Linked DNA regions of Mus musculus: region 1 is linked to region 2. A link is a contact called in public Hi-C data. All regions are on one chromosome and are shown on one strand. Each heading gives the region's core, a stretch centred on a gene start, on an enhancer-like site or on the middle of the called end of the contact. The rest is flanking DNA. Distances are from core to core; before and after follow the strand shown.

Region 1 (3,411 bases), core at 658-3,157, 740 kb after region 2:
GCACGTGACAACAATTAATGAAAAAAGAGCAAGGAGGGGCATTTGGGGAGGTGGAGGGAAGAAAAGAGAAGGGGGAAATGATGTAATTATATTATAATCTCAAAAATAACAAAGAGACTTTCTAAGGCTACACAGAAAAACCTTGTTGCTAAAAACAAACAAACAACAACAACAAAAGTAATGTGTCTGTTTGTCTTTCTGCTTACTATCCACCAGGTGGTGAAGAGCCTCTCCTAGCATAGTCTCCTGTGAGCATGTTCTGTCCAATGGCATGAGGCCAAGTGACCACGGACTGACCCTGAACTGGGACAACCTGCTATGACTCCCAATAGCATAAATTATGACGTACACAGCATTTCCCAGCACATACGCCTGCCCAAAAAAAAAAAAAAAAAAAAAAAATGTGACCTGAATCTCTTCCTGCCTATGGCTTAATTTCCTGTTTCCAGGAAATACATCTGGTGTATTCAAGGGCACCTCGAGAAATAGTCAGGCAAATTTAGAGAGCAGGGCACTGCAAGATGGCTCACTTGATAGCTTCATAAAGTCAATGCTAAGAAAATAAGTGCAAAGACTAAACTAAAGGAAAATATAAGTGACAATTCAATAGCCAATATTTGCATATATACTTCTATTTGTAAGTATTTTAAATAAACTGTGTGTGCTTACTACAGGGAAATTTTAAATCCATAAGAAAGTCAATAATCACATATAATTACGACTAATTAGTGATTTGTTGAAATGCTCTTTCCAAGGCCTTTTGAGTCGGCTTCTCCATCCCTGGCTAACATTAAGGGCGAGCCAGCCTATCAGTCAGCAAACGTGGGCCAATACAGCAAGCATCTCCAGCCTCAGCTAGCTAGGATCTGTCCTCTTCTTCACGTGCAAGACTGGATATCCATCTGTTCCGTTATTTTCCTCAATAATTTTCTCCTAACTATAAAAGTGCTTTTGTTTCTTATTTTATAAAATTATAAAACATAAGAGGAAAATTAGACTTCAACAATAAGTCTACCAATTAGAGATTTTATTATGTGTATGTGCCTCTTAAACACTTTAAGAACACTAGAATCTCAAATCGTTTGGGTATCTGGACTTTGCTTTTGTTATTGTCGTTGTTTGACTGCGGGGGTGGGTATTTGTGGGCACACATATGCCTATTTTTCGGGCATTCATGAAATGGAGGTTTACATGGGAGTGACTTACCTTAACTACCTGACACCTTAGCTTCTGAGCCAGGGTCTTGCTGAACCTAGAGCGAGCTGACCAGCAGACCCCAGGGATCCTCCCGTCTGCCTCTGCAGCTCTAGGGTTACAGCGCCCTGCTTTCCAAATTCAGGTCCTCGTGCTTAGCGGCAAGCACTTTACTAGCTAAGCCACCTCCTCAATTCCCAGGCACACACACACACTTCTTTTTTTCTTTTTTAGATAAAGTCCCATTGTGAGACACAAGCTAGTCTCTAACTTGTAATCCCCCTGCCCTACTTAGCCCCCTGAGTACAGGGGGTTACAAATTTGTCACCATAACGGGCTATTTATTTATTTACAAAATTTATTCTCGTTTATCATTTTCCCTGCCTTTAAAATAATGTCTGGAACACAGTTACATAGCTGCACTGTTTTCTTTTGTATGAACATTTAGCAAGTCATTTTACCAGCCCTTCATCATTAGATATTTCTATTACTTCGAAATTTTTCCCAAGGCAAGACCACTGCGCACTGGAGTAAGGGAACGTGCAATAAGCCTGTAGTAACTGTCGTTTAATAAACCACAGAGCTTAGAACTGAGGGGCGACATGGATGGCAGGGATAAAGAATGTCTTCCCCCTGGTTCCAGGAGGTCGGTTTTTACTGCCCTAGCGAGGATTCCCTGGAACCCGCCTCTCCAGGGTTCCTACTGTCTGCTGAGCTGCACTGCATCCCTGTGGCCATGGGTGGTACTGCAGCACGGAGGCCTCAGCAAAGCTGCTTAGATTCCTTTCCTGACCGATTTTTTAAATCCAATTTAAAACTGTGACCATTTTCCTTCAACTCTCAAATTGGAAATTTACAAGCCCAAACTGATAGTCTGTGTGATATTTCCCTTGTAATAAACACTACTTTAGTGCCTTGAGCATTTAACTAAAACAAACAAAAACCTACCCAGCTGTAGCGCCCGCCCTCTCCCCCACACCGTCCTTTAGTCATATTGAAGGAAGCCCTCAAACAAGTGGAGATTATTCTTCTCTGTGGGACTTTCCACATGCTAGCAAGAACTCCTAAGGCTCGGCATTCTTTGGATTCCAGTGGGTTTGGTTGTCTTCCACATGCTACATGGACTGTAAACAGTCCTGCCCCACAATCCGATCTCCTCCCCTACAGGGCTGGAAAGGTTCCTCACGTTACCCATCCTTTCTCATATCTTGGAGACAGTAAGTCCCAAAGTGACACAGTAGAAATCTAGTGTGCAGAAACCCGGAACAAGGTGGTGTATGATACAATACATTCTCTTCATGCAGTTCCGTTATACTTAGCTCTGTCAGTGTTCCTGAGGCAACTACTAAATGGCCACAGACACTGACATCAAGAAGAAAGAGCAAGGGAGGAGAAGGAAGGTCCGAGAGATAGGCTCTCAACTGTGCACAAAGTACTGCTCCTTTCAAACTCTTCCAGTAGGGTCAAAGTTTGGAGTGTGGATGGTTTTGTTTGCTTGCTTCCTTTTTCAGTACTGCATATGGACCCATGGCCTCAGGAAAGCTAAGAAAGCGGTCTACAACTGATGCTGTACCGCCAGCCCATTGATGAGCTTAAGATGGTGAGCTCAGACACCCACATTCCCAAAAGAGTTTTTGGCTACCCACGTGACTCTAATATACCACCGGCATTGCAAACCTTTGCCTCAGAATATCTACAGTACTGAAGAGAACTCCTGAGGCTCAAGTCATAAAGACATAGTTCTAAGAGTAAGAATTTCTGAGGCAGGGGGAGCACGCCTTGAAGGCAGGACTGGTTGTAGAGATCTGCTAGGCTTGATGTCTACCAACCATTCTTTCTTCTAAAAGCAACTGATGTTCCCATGGAAACTGCTGGCTCCCTACCCAAGTCTGTCACTTGAGGTATGTGAGCTTCCTACCCTGGCTCAGGACAACCCTGGCCACTCCTGTCCTGCACCGTGCATCCAAGATATGACTTTACTTTCATGGAGCTAAACTTGCCCTTGGACTCAGTCATAGCTGAACCTTAAGGCTAACCATCTACCCTCAGCCCTTTCCACTCCTGAGCCAGCCTATCCTCCCTTTTATTGTTTTTTCTAAGTGATTTTTATTCGAGCTTTGTCATTTACAACATAAAAATTTCTGACAAATGTATATGCTTTCTAGCTATGTCCACACACAGGAAGGCATTGATATATCCTGATGTTTGTTTTTGTTC
Region 2 (3,294 bases), core at 511-3,010:
GAGTCCCAGAGAATGCTATGCACACACTGGCAGCAGACTCTGGATACAGGGAAGGACAGACTGTTGAGCGTGGTGTGGGCGGGGTTACATAAACATAAACAGAGGAGAAGACAGCATTGACACAGACTGCTATAAAACACTCAGGAGAAAAATCTCCGTGGTTCTGACTTAAGCAGTGAGTTCTTGGATACAAACCAAAGAGATTATCTAACTGATAAACTAGACTTGATTTGATAAAAACTTACTTTTTTTTTCTTCAAGAAATAAAAAATAAAGGAAATGGAAAACAACACCAAAAATAAAGAGAATAAGAAAAATAACATGTGGAGAAAACATCTGTAAATCACATATCTGGGAAAGAGCTTGTGTGTAGATGGAAATCTCACAGTTTGGTAGTAAGTAAAAACCAGACTGCTCTATAAAATGCAGGCAAACCATCTTAACAGATGTGTTATCAGAGAAGCCATATAGATGGTAAGTATGCACACAAAAGGGTTTGGCATCGCTGTTGATATACAACTAAAATACCACTACAATTAATTACAGCTAGTTACCCATGAAAATAGCAATCAAACAAGAAGCTGCAACCATGTCAGAAAAACACGGGACCATGGAACAATCATAGCTATGCTGCCGGTGGGAATAAATTGCGATTGTTTTGGAAAACAGTTTGGCAGTTACTTTTCAAAGCTATGAATGCACTGATACCAGCCAATCTGGCTCAGGCTATTTACTGAAATGATAACTTCCAATCGCACCAACCCCCGAGTTTGGGTGTTCACTCTGACTTTGCTCATAATCACCCCAAACTGGAAGCAATCCAGACGTCCTTCAGCTGGTTAATGGGTGACAGATACCTGCATGCTTCTTAGCGATGAGAGAAAACACGTTACTAACACAGTCATGGATCATGCTAAGTGAACGAAGCCTGACTCAGGAAGCCGTACACATACTGTACGGTTCTATTTATGTGCCATTCTGGAAAGAAGCGGAAACCATAGGGACAGAAAATAGATCAGTGCTGCCTGGAGCTGGGGCTGAGGGGTCAGGATTGATTAGAAAGGGGCGTGCGGGAACTTCTGGGGACTGTAGAAATGTTTTCTATCTTGATTGTAATGCAATTTACATGAAAGCATGCGTTCATAGGAGTGGAAGAATGAGGTATAAAAAAGGTGAATTTCAGCAAAACACATAAATTTAATCTCAATGATACAGGAGTGGGAAAAAACAACCCTAAAACGTTGCATTTAACAAGCGAGTCTTCTATCATCTCTCCGCGTGACCCCATGATCACAGTTTATGAAGTGGGTTATGCTGTTGGCTAGGTGAGAAAATGTTTGTGGTTCAAAGAGCCAGTGTTGGACAGTGTGCCCGTGAGCAGCGAAGGTGACAGCGGGCTTTTCTGGGTGTGGAGAAGTCTGTTGCCTGCTCCCTGTTGCCTTTGGACCACCATGCTGTGGGAGATGAATAACCTGCTGGTCCCAGTAGTTTGCCCAACGGAAGTTTTCCAGGGAAGCATTTACAGAGTGCCTCCCAGTCTCAGGGTGATTCTACACCGAGCACCTAGGAGTCCTTGAGATCCTGTCCTTGAGGTAAACCCTCCACTTAAGTGAAAGAGGTCTTGTCCTGCCCCTGCCCCTCCGGGCGGGCGTTTCTGGAGGCTGTTAAGCCTGCTTTGCAGCCTGTGCTCTCAGGAACCCAGGCCAGGAGCTGAGACTCCTGTTGTTCACTGTCACTTTATCCTCTCCGCCCACTCCAGCGAGCCTGGCAGGGAGGCCATCCAGAGAGCAGCGGGTCAACAGATGTATGCGCGGCTTGCGGAGCTGAGGCCCAGCTGGGAGGATTAAGCTGTGAAAGGCCCCACTCTAGGCCCAGACCGTGAATCTCCCAGTTCCTGTGGTTTAAGCATAGCCTGAGTGTGCCCGTGGGAGATCCCTCTTCGCTTACAGACAGAGGCTAGAACACGGGTACTGATTCCACTGAAGTGCCAGGTAGCCAGTGAGGGCTCAAAGGACAACCTTTCATTTGAAGGCCTATACTTATAGAAATTGCTTGTCTGCTTGGCTGGGCTTCTGGGAAGGTATCAACCAAGAGAGAAAGAAAGAATGGAGAAGCTGCTGATTGAAAAAGGAGCGAGCCGCTCTGAACAACAGATCTGTGTTTCTTGTGCCTTGCTTGTAGTAATCTTTCCTTTTTAAGAGCCCTCCAGCCTTGGCATGGCTAAAATTATTTTGATCCCTTATAAGTCACCCTTTAAGAAGTCAGGTCACTAGATTGGGGTGAGGGGATACGGGCGGTTCAAGCGACCTGCACTTTGGGGAGTAAGGGGTGCTTTTAACCTCATGGTACTCCCCGGTTTCTGCTTGGTCAGACGATCCAAGCAAAGACTTCTTGAGCTCTCCACCAAAGAAACCTGTTGGCAAGGCCAAGACCACCTGGCCCAGAGCCAGGCTGGAGAGCAGAGCGGCTGCCTCGGGAGAGACGCGACAGCGTTTGTGCAGGCTCTGGTACCTGGAACAAAAATATGCCGAGCAGCAAATTACGGCTTTCAGATGTCACCGCCGCCATCTGACACGGCATTTCAGCGGTTCACGTCTTCATTACCGGGCTGTAGCCTCCTGTTCAGGCTGTTCCTGCGTGGGAGACAGATTTATGCTGCGTGGGCTACTGTATACCGGAGCAACAATGCTCGCTAGGGTTGTCAGGCTGATGGCCAACCCCCTGTGGGGGAGAAGAAGCCTGAGCCTCCGGGTTGCTTTGTGGGTGGGTGCCTATGTGTGTCCGGGACCCATGTGCACCCCACCTCCACCCTCCATATTATAACAATTATAACAGTTTAAGGGAACGTCCTCCTGCCTCCAGGATGGTGCCCTGTGTTTTTCTCATCTCCCTCTGCTTCCGTAACCCCCCCCCCCCATCTGCTAGATCCTTCCTCTCCTCCACCTCACTCCTCTTTGAGGTGGTAACTAGACCAACCCAGCCAGCAATCACAGCAATACCCTGGTGGCCCCCTTTTCAGTTTCTCAGCCTCACTCAGACTAATGGATCAGAAACATGTGCTTGCATCTAATGCCAGTAATCATATCCTGAGTGACCACAGAGAGAGAGAGAGAGAGAGAGAGAGAGAGAGAGAGAGAGAGAGAGAGAGAGAGATTGAGCAGAGGTACCTGTGGTCCCTGGGGATACAGTTACAGGAAGACAGCCTTGCTGACAGCAGCCACTCTGCCTAGCTTCAGTCTGCCTCCCCCTTCGCCAGCTTTCCTAAGCCCCTTGAATTTTTTCGACCCGTGATCT

What was found. Hi-C and Micro-C count contacts between places; a contact is called where the count stands out from the background.
Region 1: a contact with region 2 is called in a Hi-C map of cerebral cortex, with 3 times the contacts expected there. The contact joins two enhancer-like sites. A contact is called at or near these places in 1 of 39 promoter capture datasets (hippocampal neurons) and 2 of 484 Hi-C or Micro-C datasets (cerebral cortex and myocytes).

The regions. Positions count from the first base shown.
Region 1 is chr3:85,922,259-85,925,669 of GRCm38.p6, forward strand. No RefSeq gene overlaps it. Among named protein-coding and RNA genes, the nearest start is that of Gm26204, 16 kb to the left of the region's middle. Within about 2 kb of position 1,908, at least 76 of the 459 cell types and tissues checked have an H3K27ac peak or open chromatin away from gene starts, as enhancers often do. A contact at or near this core is called in cerebral cortex and hippocampal neurons, where this site is marked.
Region 2 is chr3:85,184,296-85,187,589 of GRCm38.p6, forward strand. No RefSeq gene overlaps it. Among named protein-coding and RNA genes, the nearest start is that of Gm31096, 64 kb to the left of the region's middle. Within about 2 kb of position 1,761, at least 71 of the 459 cell types and tissues checked have an H3K27ac peak or open chromatin away from gene starts, as enhancers often do. A contact at or near this core is called in cerebral cortex and hippocampal neurons, where this site is marked.